Linked DNA regions of Sus scrofa: region 1 is linked to region 2. The links are chromatin contacts, called in public Hi-C maps. All regions are on one chromosome and are shown on one strand. Each heading gives the region's core, a stretch centred on a gene start, on an enhancer-like site or on the middle of the called end of the contact. The rest is flanking DNA. Distances are from core to core; before and after follow the strand shown.

Evidence for each region. A called contact is a pair of places that touch in the nucleus more often than the background predicts.
Region 1: a Hi-C map of fetal skeletal muscle shows a contact between it and region 2, with 1.7 times the contacts expected there. The contact joins the promoter of IL13RA1 here to the enhancer-like site in region 2. A contact is called at or near these places in 1 of 5 promoter capture datasets (liver), 6 of 47 Hi-C or Micro-C datasets (embryonic fibroblasts, fetal skeletal muscle, heart right ventricle and 2 more) and 2 of 2 datasets of contacts at active chromatin or transcription factors (alveolar macrophages and skeletal muscle).

The regions. Positions count from the first base shown.
Region 1 is chrX:97,297,380-97,303,860 of Sscrofa11.1, forward strand. It overlaps IL13RA1 (interleukin 13 receptor subunit alpha 1), which reads left to right and starts at 3,581. Exons shown (of 11, transcript NM_214341.1): 1 at 3,581-3,659. The coding sequence starts at 3,581.
Region 2 is chrX:97,220,223-97,227,160 of Sscrofa11.1, forward strand. DOCK11 (dedicator of cytokinesis protein 11) reads left to right here. Exons shown (of 54, transcript XM_021080484.1): 42 at 2,669-2,851; 43 at 5,473-5,586. Among named protein-coding and RNA genes, the nearest start is that of IL13RA1, 77 kb to the right of the region's middle. Within about 2 kb of position 4,284, at least 1 of the 83 cell types and tissues checked has an H3K27ac peak or open chromatin away from gene starts, as enhancers often do. A contact at or near this core is called in fetal skeletal muscle, where this site is marked.

The DNA.
Region 1 (6,481 bases), core at 2,331-4,830, 76 kb after region 2:
GATCAAGAAAGCCAACTGGATGCACCAGTCCGCCCAGAACTGCAGTCAAGCCCAGCCAAAGCGGAAAAGAACTGAGATTGGGAGTCTCACACCCAAGTCATTAGGGCTCAATGGATTAAGGGTTAAAGCTAAACTTGACGTTGACTCATCAGGACTTTGATTACACAAAGCCAAAATGAGAGCGCTTTGTTTATTGCAGTTCCTGGAAAGCCTTCCATCTGTCTTCGCACAGGCCAAGGCAGTGGCCCAACTCAATCCAAGATGCGCTTTGAGTAAAAGTACACTGAAATTACAAATAGAAGTTTGATACAGCAGAAACAGCATTCCTAACTCTCACCTAGCCCTACAAAAAGAATTTTTTTTTTTTTGGGTTAATGTTGCTTGATGTTTAGGGTCAAGAGGAAACGGAACTGACTACAACAGTTATACTCATGACAGCGGGCAAGGACTACCACGGCCATGCCACCGTGCTTGGTTTTCTTTCTCACAATACTCAAAGTTTCAGGGCCTTTTCTGGAGGCTAATGACAAGTCGCGACCCTTAATTTTCTAATCATTTGCTGCCATTACTGTTCATTTCGTTAAGCACTCGCTCAGTCTATGCCAGACAGTGCCCACGATGGCACTCGGCCAGTCCCCAGGGGCTCCTGTTCCAACTGAAGACTTCTTAAAAGGCAGATGACATAATCATTCGGGAAACATTATTATAAAGTTATTGTATAATGTTTATAGAAAATGTCAACAAGCGTATGTGTGTGGTGACGGGGAGGGAAAGTCTTGGGTTAGAGAGGAGCTGGCCTGTTTGTCGGAGGGATTTAGAAATAACAGTCGTCTCTCTCAGCTCTGCTGGCTTTGATAGTTTATAAAGTGTTTTATTTTGTTCAATAATACACACAGGCAAGGATTTATTCTGAACTTTGAACCACAAGACTCAGTATCTCAAGATTCAGCACAGGCGGGCCTGACTCCTGGAAGCCGCCCCTGCCTCTGCCCCCGCATAAGTTACCCCTTCTTGGTGTCTGCCAGTTCCCCATTCTTGCCTTTGGTTTTTTGTTTGTTTGTCTTGTTTGTTTGTTTTTTTGGTGGGTTTTTTTTTTTCCTGTCTTTTTAGGGCCACACCCATGGCATATGGAGGTTCCCAGGCTAGGGGTCTAATCAGAGCTGTAGCTGCCGGCCTATACCACAGTCACAGCAACGCAGGATCCAAGTCGTGTCTGTGACCTACACCTCAGCTCATGGCAACGCCGGATCCTTAACCTGCTGAGTGAGGCCAGGGATCGAACCCGAATCCTCACCGATGCTAGTTGGGTTCGCTAACTGCGGAGCCACGACGGGAACTCCTGTTCTTGCTCTTGCGATCGCCCCTCATAATGCCTGCAGCTCTTTGTTGGCAGAGCCTGCTTTTAATGAGTGTCTACCAGAGATTCTGGAAGGATGATAAATGTTTATTGTCCTTAAGGACCTTAATTCCAAGAGTGAAGCCTTTGTTTCAGATCGGTTAAACATCCCCATACCTTTTGAGTAGGGTCTAGACTAGGTGTATGATCAGCATTTTTATTGCTCTATTTTTTTTGCAACAGATTTCAGATGTGTACATTGGTTGAATTCAACCAAAATATACCCCAGTCAGTGGGTCTCATCACCTATCCAGACTTGAATCTTTTTTGAGGGGTGGTGACAGAATAATACCCCCTCAACAGTGTCCATGTCTTAATCCGAGACCACTATGAATACGCTGGTTATTTTATATGGCAACAGTGACTTCGTAGGTGTGATTAAGTAAAGGATTTTGAGATGGGGAGATTATCATGGATTATCTAGTAGGCTCCATCTATTTTTTCCTTTAACATTAAAAAATTATATATTTTTAAAGGTTACACTTCATTTACAGTTATTATAAAATATTGGCTATATCCCCAGTGTAGACTACATCCTTGTAGCCTGTTTTATTTATTTATTTCATCTTTTGTCTTCTTAGGGCAGCACCTGAGGCATATGGGGATTCCTAGGCTAGGGGTTGAATTGGAACTGTTGCTACTGGCCTACACCACAGCTACAGCAACATGTGATCTGAGCCGCATCTTCGACCTACACCACAACTCTTGGCAACGCTGGATCCTTAACCTACTGAGTGAGGTCAGGAATACGAACCTGCATCCTCGTGGATACTAGTGGAGTTTGTTAACCACTGAGCCGCGACGGGCAACTCCCTTTGGAGCCTATTTTATACCCAATAGTTTGCACCTCCCACTCCTCCCGTCCCACTGCTAACCACTAGTTCCTTCTGGATATCTGGTAGGTGCAATCTAATTACAAGGCTTCTCAAAAAAGAAAAAGGAAGGCAGGAGGGTCAGAGTCAGAGCAGGAGATGTGCTAAGGGAAGCAGAGGTCTGAGTGGTACAGAAAGGGGCCAAGGAATGCAGTCGGCCTCCAGAAGCTGGAAAAGGCATGGAGACAGATTCTCCCTTAGAACCTCCAGAAGGAAAACAGCTCCAGCCACGCCTTGATTTTACCCTAGTGGGACTTCTGACCTCCAGAACGCTAATATAATAAAACTGGGGTGTTTTTAGTCAATTCGTGGTAATTTGTTACAGCAGCCATAGGAAACCAAGGGTTCCTCTTTTCCTCCATCCCCAGCGACATTAAGCCTCAGCCACCCACCTTCCATCTCTCTATATGTATGAAAAAGCAGTATGTAGAAAGTTGGTCGTGAGCTTTAAAAACATCCCTTTGTGGCGCAACGGGTTCGGTGGCCTCTTGGGAGCGCTAGGACGCCAGTTTGATTCCTGGCTAGACACAGCGGGTTAAGGATCCTGCGGTGCTGCAGCTGCGGCCTAGGTAGCAACTGCGACTTGGATAGGATCCCTGGCCCGGGAATTCCATATGTCGTGGGGCCGCCAAAAAAGGAAACATTTTTAAAAATCCAAGTATATAGTATGGCACTGTCGGTCATATTTACAATTTTTGCTTCCTCCCCCCCCATTATCAACAGATTTCAAATATACTTTTCATCCTGTTTACAAAGCATGCTCCCGCCACATCCCCTCCTCTGGTCTTCCAAGTCCACCCTCTGAGGTCAGACCTGGGATTACTAACTCGGGAGTCAGAGTTTAGGAAACAAGGGCTCAGAGGCCCACGTTTGGAAGCCGCGTCTCCAGACTCCCAGGCCAAGGCTCGTTCCCAGAGAAGGCCCTGCCCGGGGAGCCCGGTGGAATACAGCTCCCCCAGCACGTCCGGGGCTCCGCCGGTCTGCACGGTCCGCTCGGCTTGCAGGCGCGGGGGCCGGGCCGCGACGCGGTCGGGGAAGTTCCGTTTGGCCGGCGATCCGCCTCGGGGCGGGGGACTGGGCTGCGGCAGGGCCAGGTGTTGCGCAGCAGAAGCCGCTGCGGGAGCCACCGACGCCCCGCCCCTCCACCCGCGCCGGCCGCCAGGGGTTACCTGCGGCCGGTGGGCGGGGCGGCCCTTCCCGTCTGCGCCGGCCCCCGGCCTCCAGGGCGGCGGAGCCGGGAAGTGGGAGAGGGAGCGGAGGAGGCGGAGACTGCCGCGGCTGCTGCCCGGCCGGGCTCCGAGCGAGGGGCTGCATGGAGCGGCCGGCGCGGCTCTACGGGCTGTGGGCGCTGCTGTTCTGCGCCGGCGGCGGCGGGCTGGCCGCGCCCGCAGGTGAGTAGTGCGGCCCCTGGGGCCCGGGGCGGCGGGGGTCGCGGCCGAGAGGCCCGCCGGGCCGAGGGCGGCGGTGGGCGCCGGGGGCGGGCTCCGCGATGCCCCCGCGGCCGCCGCCGCCGCCGCCACTCGCGTGCGGCTCGAGGTGAAGGACCCAGAGCGGCGGAGGGGCCGGAGGACGTCCCTTGGCCGTCGGGAAGCGCCGAGGAGCCCGGGGCCGGACCGAAACGAGTCCGTGGCCGCGGAGTCGGGACCGGGCATGTGGCCCGTGAGCCCGGGAGGGGTTGAGGGCCCAGAAGCCCGCGGGGACGGCGACCGAGGTCCCGGCGAGCCGGGGACCCGCCGGGGCTTCTAGCGCAGCGGGTCTAGTGAGGGAGTGAGAGTTGGAGGCAACCTCTGAGGCTCCTAGTTCCTGAAGGAAAAGGACGTGAGGGTCACGGCCTCCTCTGGCGTCCAAGAAATCCAGTGGGAAACCCGGAGCAGCATCCGCGTGGATGCCTTTCTTTAATATTTTCCTTTAAAAAAAAGCAACCTTTATACTTTGGAATAATTTTCAATTTACAGAAAAGTTGCAAACATAGAGCGTTCGTGTATGCCCCTCCCCCCCCCCCGTGCGGCAATTTCAAATTAATCAACCAAGAGTTACTGTGAAAAGTGGGGGCTGATGAGTTGCTCAGGGATGGCTTTTTCCGGACCTTCTTGGTGAGGATAGTAGATCCAAAGTCGATAGGTTTTATTGTCATGTTGACACAAACGCTTCCAGTTTTGTTTATTGCAATTTCACCAGCGTGTTGTACTTTGAAACCCAAGTTGAAATGTTGATTAGGAAACCTCGCTGCCCTGTGTTGATTCAGTCAACAAAACGTGTGCAGAGCCGGCTCACTGCCAGGCTGTGTTCTAGGGGCTGAGAATGCCGCAGATGAGCAAAACAGAGTCCCTGCCCTTTGGTGCTTCTCTGCAGTTGGCAGAGTCTGAGAAAGGGGGGCGGGAGTGAAATATAAGGTATGTCAGATGGCGAGAAGTACTTTGGAGGAAAACAACGCAGAGGAGGGGGCTGCCATTGTAAATAAGGTGGAGTAGGAAGACCTCCACTGAAAAGGTGGCCTTGGAATAGAGACCTGGGGAGGTTTGAAGTTGGTCAGCTAATAATTCAAGTGAGGACTTTCCATTGTGGCTCAGCAGTAACGAACCCAACTAGTATCTGTGAGGATGTGGGTTCAATCCCGGGGCTCGCTCAGTGAGTTAAGGATCTCGCGTTGCCCTGAGCTGCTGTGTAGGTTGCAGACACTGCTCAGGGGTCCCACTTTGCTGTGGCTCTGGCGTAGGCCCTCCGCTGCAGCTCCGATTGAACCCCTGGTTTGGGAACTTCCATATGCCCCAGGGGCAGCCCTAAAAAGACAAAAATAAATAAATAAATAAATAAATAAAAATTCAAGTGCTTTTCTTGTTTAGTACTGAGCCAGGCTCTGTAGGTTCACTTAGAACCTTAGAATGTACAGTGTAATCCTCGCCCCCCCCCCCCAAGTGCCTGTAGTTTACTTGGGGAAATCCAGTTTCCATAATTATATATATAGGGCAGCTGCAGTCCAGAGAAGGGAAAGGACTTGTCTAGGGTCACCCGTCTCATTAGTCTCCTGATTTTCCCAGTGCTACTCCAGCACCCTCCCTGGCACAGACTCCCTCCCACACACACCTGGAACAACACACAGCTGGCCCTCTAGCTAATACTGGCAACCCCCAACTTCATCAGTTTTGTCACAGAGGTTCATTGGTGACTTGGTTACTTAGAATACAGAAACTTGTTTCCCATTGGAAATATTGATAGAATTGCATTGAGGCACGGTGACAGATTTTAAAAAACAAGTCGGGGACTTGAATTTTAGTGGTCCAACATTTCCCAGCTGTGGAATATCAGGGCTGGTCATTTCCTCTCCCTTGTGCAGCAGCTTTTTTATCTGTGACAGGAGGTTGAACTCTCTAAATTCTAAGGGCTCTTCCAGCTCTAATCTTTTGAGTGTTTATAAAAAATGATTTGGTTACCAGCTTAGTTTGGTCTCTTTAGATTGGTAGCCCACACCATGACATGTCTTAAGAACAACTAGGATTTAGTGTTTATGCCAGGCAGCGTACTAAGTTTTCCACTTGCACTGTTTCATTTGATCTTGTTTTTTTTTTTTTTTGGCTTTTTGGCTTTTTGGCTTTTTGGCTTTTTAGGGCCATACCCATGGCATCTGGAGAGGTTCCCAGGCTAGGAGTCCAATTGGAGCTCTAGCCAGCAGCCTATGCCAGAGCCACAGCAGTGCTGGATCTGAGCCGTGTAACCCACTGAGCAAGGCCAAGGATTGAACCTGCGTCCTCATGGATGCTAGTTGGGTTCGCTAACTGCTGAGCCACCACGGGAACTCCTGTTTCATTTGATCTTTACACAGAACCTGTCCATTAGGTGCTGTTATCAGTCCTATTTTGTCTATGAGGAAGCTGAGGCATAGTAAGACCCAGAGCCTTGCTCAGCGTCTCATAGGTGGTAGCTTGGAGGAGCCAGGCTTCCAACCCCAGCAGCCTGGTTCCAGAGGCCAGGCCTGTAACCACTGTATTCAGTGTCTCCCTCTGCAGAAGTGAGGGGAGTCCTTGGCTGGGAGAGGCGCTAACCCTCCCAGCGTGGCCAGGCAGGACTGGTGGGCACCCATGCAGGCACCCATGTAGGCACGGACAGGCCATTGGTATGAAGCAGAATGATCATGAATTGGAGACTTGCTTTATAATCGCCAGAGTGTGTGGTCCAAACAATAACTTCAGAAGCCAGGAAACTGAGAGCTGGCAGT
Region 2 (6,938 bases), core at 3,034-5,533:
CAGATGAGACTGAAGAGGTCAGTGGGGACCAGATGATAGTGTACTCATTGCAGGAGCGAGACGGCGTCTTTTAGGCATCAGGGAGCATCGAAGAAACACAATTGGATTTTTTTTTTTTTGTCTTTTTGCCATTTCTTGGGCCGCTCCCGCGGCATATGGAGGTTCCCAGGCTAGGGGTCGAATCAGAGCTATAGCCGCCGACCTACACCAGAGCCACAGCAACGCTGGATCTGAGCTGCGTCTGCAACCTACACCCCAGCTCATGGCAACGCCAGATCCTTAACCCACTGAGCAAGACCAGGGATCAAACCGGCAACTTCATGGTTCCTAGTCGGATTCGTTAACCACTGCGCTACGATGGGAACTCCGACACAATTGGATTTTTATTAAGAGAGAATTGTTGCAGTTGGGGGAAAATCTCTTTCAAAAGTAGTATAGAAGTATAGTCTCTGCCCTCGTGACGCTTTCAGTCGAATGGGGCAAGGGTGGTGGTGACAGAAAATAGTCGAGTCAATAAAGTCGTACTTGTGACACATTCTAGGACAGAACCAAGGTGCCATGACAGAGAATAATGATTTGTGGGAGTTAGTTTAGATAAGTTTGTCACTTTTTTAAATGAGACCTGAAATATGAAAAGGGGCCCTGCTCTTTGAAAGGTTCAAAGAAGAACATTCCAGGAGTTCCCATTGTGGGACAGCGGAAGTGAATCCGACTAGGAACCATGAGGTTGCAGGTTCAATCCCTGGCCTTGCTCAGTGGATTAAAGATCCAGTGTTGTCGCAAGCTGTGGCATAGGATGTGGATGTGGCTTGGATCTGGCATTGCTGTGGCTGTGGTGTAGGCCAGCAGCTGCAACTCCAATTCGACCCCTAGCCTGGGAACCTCCGTATGCCGCGGTGTGGCCCTAAAAAGCAAGTAAAACAAACAAACAAAAAATTTTAGAAGGACATGCATATGCAAAGGCCTGGAGTTGGGATAAAGCTTGAAATTTTGGGAACTGAAAGGCCCAGTTTAGCTGGAACATAGTGAACCAAGGAGCTCGTTGGCATACCAGTGGTACTTTAAACCATGGGAGTGGTTTCATTTCCCCTGGAGTATGTCCAGGAAGAAAAAAAAGAGCAGTATGTTGGAGAAAAAACACAGAAAGAGTTGGAAGAGGAATCTGTAGAGGGGGTGAGAGGGAGCAGTCACAGAAGTAGAAGGAAAGGCAAGAAAGAAGGGTATCCTGGAAGCCGAAGGAGAAGAGTTTCAGCATCGTGATGAGGTACCGAGTGGTCTGTTAAGATGAAGCGGAGAGGGTGTGCATTGGAATTGGCAGTGACAAGGTCACTGATGATTTTGCTCACTGCCCACGCAGAGAAGTGATTTAGATAGGAAAACTCACTATAGCAGACTAACTACACTACAGCTGTGCCCTCCCTTACACCTTTATTTTCATACTGGAATGTCTTGCCCAACAAGATTTGGTTTAATCTGGTGAAACTATTGAAATTTCTCGGTTGCCAGTTAGGAAATATTTATTAAATGTTCATTATCCACATAGCATTGGGCGTGGTGTTAAGGTGATTAAAAAGAAGAAGATAGATTCCTATAACACAGGTTTAAATTCAATATTGCCAAGAAATCATTTTGAAAGGGTGGCCCTCTAGCTTCATACTCCCTGAAAAACATCCATTGTGGACCCTGAAGTAGCTTACCATGTGCTTGCCTAGACTTGCAAACATGGGAGATTAGAATAAGCCTATGTTTTATGCATAATTTATCTCCCACGAAAGAGACTGAATGTATTCTCAAAGTGCAGCCCCTTGCCAGTTTCAAGGATTAGGTAGCCCCTTTTTTTTTTCTTCTCTTTTTTTTCTTTTGAGGGTCGCCCCGCAGCATATGGAGGTTCCCTGGCTAGGGCAGGTGAAGCTACAGCTGCTGGCCTACACCACAGCCACAGCAACACCGGATCCTTAACCCACTGAGCGAGGCCAGGAATCGAACCTGCAACCTCATGGTTCCTAGTTGGATTCGTTTCTGCTGTGCCACAGCAGGAACTCCTAGATAGCCACTTTTATACAAAGTCTTTTTCGAGGCCAAAATGTATTTTAATCAACACTATGTATGAGTAAAGGGGGCACATGTTTATGCTTGTGTGCATGCATTTCGTCTATACCCCATTTTGTTAAAAGATGAGCTTTATTTGCCGAATAGATTCCTGCTGTCTATCATTTTCTCAGCACTTGGAAGTTCATAATATAAGGAACTATTTAGATATAAAGCAAAAGAGTAAGTAATGCAGCTTCCCATTTTGAAGGCCCAAATTGAGACCTATCAATCATCCTCTGTTTCAGTCATTCATTAATTTAATATATATGATGGAGAACCTACTTAGCTTCTTTTCCAGACCATCGTAAGCTCTTCTTAGATCTGTAGCATTTATGGTCAGTACCTCACACTTTGTAGAAACTTGGATACTGACTTGACTTGTTCTGTCACTGATTCATCCTGGTCTTTCTGGTTGGGACTAGGTTGGCCTCTCTAGAGCAGAGCCCTGGCCTTATGTTGATTTTGTATCCTCAAAGCACCCAGCCTCGTTCTAGGTGAAAATATATAATAGGCCCTCGAGAGAAGATTGATGTTTATGATGGGGTTTTCTGATATTTATATTTTCCCTTCTCTTTAGTTTCCCTCGGCCTTTTTCAAAGGAAGGGTAAACATGTGTGCTGCGTTTTGCTATGAGGTTTTAAAGTGTTGCACGTCGAAGATTAGCTCAACCAGAAATGAAGCGTCTGCACTTTTGTATCTTCTGATGAGAAACAACTTTGAGTATACCAAAAGGAAGACCTTTTTGAGGACACATCTGCAGGTCAGTGGAAACCTGAGTCCCTCCTCTTTCTTCTATTCCATCTTTAGCCTCTATGTCAAGATCTAAAGCTACCCAATCCAATAGAATAGCTATTAGCGACATGTGACCATTTAGCACTTGACATGTGCCTGGTCCACATTGAGCTGTGTCATAAATCTAGAATGCACATTGGCTTTTGAAGACCACATACCAAAAAAGTGAAATATCTTAATTGTTTCACATTGACTGTGTGTTGAAATGATATTTTGAATGGATTTATTGGGTTAAGTAATATACATTAAAATTCACCTCTTTACCTTTTTTTGTGTGTGTGTCTTTTTACCTTTTCTAGGGCTGCTCCTGTGGCATATGGAGGTTCCCAGGCTAGGGGTCGAATTGGAGCTGTAGCCGCCGGTCTACACCACAGCCACAGCAACGCAGGATCCAAGCCGAGTCTTCGACCTACACCACAGCTCACGGCAACGCCGGATCGTTAACCCACTGAGCAAGGCCAGGGATCGAACCCGCAACCTCATGGTTCCTAGTCGGATTCGTTAACCACTGCGCCACGATGGGAACTCCTGTCTTTTTACTTTTAATGTGACTACTAGATGGTTTAAAATTAGGCATGAGGCTCACATCTTATTTCTATTGGACAGCACTGCTCTAGAGCATGGGTGTTAAGAGGGTAGACTCTAGTTCAGATTCCAGGACTGCCGCACAGTGTCTGACCTCGAGCTTGTTACTTCCTTCGTCTCTCAATGCCTCATTTGCCTCCTGTGTAAGATAGTGGAAATATCCCTCTCCACCTCATAGGGTTGTTGTGAGGATTAGACGAGATGATTAAGTAACAAACAAAACACTTGTTAGATATCCCATAACAGGTAATAGTTTGTGTTATTCATGTTTCAGCTTGCCAACTTAGTAAAAAAATGAGAGAAGGAGTTCCCATGTGGTGCAGTGGGTTAAGGACCTGGCGTTGTCACTGCAGCAGCTTGGGTTGCAGCTGTGGCTCGGATTCAGTCCCTGGCCCGGAAACTTCCACCTGCCAAGGGCATGGCCAAAAAAAAGAGAGAGAGAGAGAGACAAGGTTTAGTGGGAAGAATGGACTTTGAAATCAAATTGGACTTAAATTATAGTTCAGCTACTTATTATTATGTGACCCTAGGCAAGTTACGCCATAATTCTTAACTATTTGCCTCATCTGTAAAATTGAGGCCAAGTATGTTTCACCTTGCAGGGTGATCACGAGGGTTGAAAATTAAGTGTGTATAGTGCCGGGCACAAAATGCCTAGTACATAATGGACACTTAGGACATGGCAGTTGCTAGCCAGTGTCTCCATATTTTTTTTTTGATTATTTGATGAAACAGCTGTGAACTGAATCACAGCTGGGACTTCTTGGCTCACTAGCCCTCCTTATAATACGGGAAATGCTTGGTCACATTTCTGTCTTCACTGTCATGCTCTGTCCCATTGGCGTCGTTTATTAGAGACTGGGTTATAGATGGTGAAACAGCCATAAGCAGCTGTTTAGAAATGTCATCAGTAATGTGAAACTCTGAGAGAAGAATATGCTCCGTATAAAAATCTTCTGCGTGGTTACTTTTGGATACTAGGGCCAACATTATATGTTCAGGTGTCTGATATTTGCTTCCATAGAGGTGTCACTTGAGAACCACCTTCTGCCAAACATTTCTGCAGTTAGCGTGCTGGTGTGTCTGAAATTCCCCATTAGGGTCCATTCTTCTGCGTTAAGACCTCAGTTCCCTCAAGTGCTTTATTCAAATATAAATGAATTAATATTCATGCAGGCTTCTGAGTGCTCAATAAACTAGTATTATAATGATTAAGATCTCTTTAATCCTCATAACAGCTCTATAAGGTAGCAGTTGTTATCCCCATATTGCAAATAAGGAAAGTGAGGCACAAGAGAATAAAAATAACTTTTCCAAAGCTGCTCAGTGAATAATGGATAAAGTCAAGATTTGAATCTAGGGCAGTCTGATTCAAGAGCCCGCACTCAGCTCCTATGGCATCTTGCATCTCAGGACCAGCCACTCACACCTCAGCCTGAATCATTTAGGTATTCAACCAAACAAGCCTGAGAGGCGAAAAAGCACCATTACATTGCATTATACTGCTGTCATTACATATTGTATATGCCATTGCATAGATGCTGCTGTCTAAACCAGGTAGGCAGCAGAGAAGGGAGTTGATACGGTGGAGCTGGAAGTTCAGCACACTGAAGTAGACTAGTGAAAAGAGACGAGAAACCATCAGAACAAATGTCATTTATTCCCAGCTTTGCCAAGCATATTGAACGTAGAGACCTGGCCATCATGATATCTGTTCCTTAATTATGAAAATAGTTTTAGATCTGGCTGTGCCATGAGTTTTGTAAAGTTTTTTCATATCTGACCAAGAAAAATCCCGATAAAATATGAAATTAGGAACCTCTGAAGTTGCTATTTCAATAGAATTTAAATCCCTCGTGTACGAAGAAAATAGATTTTGATGGAACTGTGTAGAATCTTTAAAAGAAGCGTTTCATATGAGTGCCTGTGGACTTATAGAATGATGAAAATAAGCAGCTTTTGTTCAAGAGACATTTGAAAAACAGTATTTGCTTCTTCCCACAGATAATAATTGCCGTGAGCCAGCTGATAGCTGACGTAGCACTAAGCGGAGGATCAAGATTTCAGGAGTCTTTATTCATTATCAATAATTTTGCAAATAGTGACAGACCTATGAAGGTATGTTCTCACTTCAAGTAATAAATGGGACTAACGTTCATTGTCGGGGAAGTTTACATTCCTCGAGTTAAACTATTCGTTGGATTTACAACTTCTATGTGGTATAGAATGTATAGGATGTGAGCTTCACCAGTCAAGGCTTTGCCTGGTACACAGCACATACTCATTGTCAGTTAAATGTGTGGATGAGCGACTATACTATGTGTACACAGTTATGACGGGGGATTTGAATTTTTCTAGGCTTTATTTGTATTTATTTATTTATTCACTCATTTACTTTGTCTTTTTAGGGCGACAACTGCGGCATATGGAAGTTCCCAGGCTAGGGGTTGAATCGGAGCTGAAGCTGGTAGCCTATGCCACAGCCACAGCCATGCCAGATCCGAGCCACGTCTGTGACCGTGGCTGCAGCTCACGGCAACGCTGCATCCTTAACCCACTGGGCGAGGCCAGGGATCTAAGCTGTGTCCTCATGGATGCTAGTCGGGTTCTTTACCGCTGAGCCGCAACAGGAACTCCTAGGCTTAGTTTTTAAACTTGCTCAGACAAGGCCTGGGTCCTTTCTTAACAGATGTTATCATTTACAAGATTAATTAAGCATTCAGTTTGGAATTTGAGAAAACCTCACTTTTTAAAGGAGCTAACAGCTGCCTGATCCTTTGCCAACAGCTGAGGAAGGGCACAGAAGGGATTCATTATTTGATGGTTTTCTGAATTTTAAGAATCATCTGTTGGGGCTTGCCAGAGATACTTACTGGCAAACCCAAGTCCAAGGCTGTCATTCTTAGGCACCAGCTGGCTGAGGCCAAGCCCAAGGCTCTGACCACCATTCCTTTTTCCTACCTGTATGCTAAAAACCTATAACATTGGAAACATTCATTTGTTGTTTTTTTACATGGAGATATGTTCTGGTCTGCAGTGGTGCATGTGTACAAGGGAAGAAGAATCCTTTGCCAATAGAGAACTTTTCCTCCCCAGAGGAATCATTCCCATTCTTGGGAAAGGTCATCTTGCAGCATAATTTGACAATTTGTGTAAAATCTGGAAGAAAAAAGCTCACAGTCACAGCATACTTGATGTTTGGGACGTGTCGAATCTATGTACCAAAAAATATTCCCATAGGAATGTAGCTTAGACTGAAAAAAAAAAAAGAAAGAAAAAACAAAAACCAACAACAACAACAAAAAAAAAACCTCACTGAGCAGTGCCAGCCGTTCTCAGGCTGGGAAAGTTTGCTTTTCAGCCAGTTCTGCTGGTTCCTCAGGAGATCAGTATATGCTCCAGCTAATCCCATGAGCACAGAAACAGCTTATGTCATTTCGGATCTTTTACTCATAGCCTAAAAGAGTTTA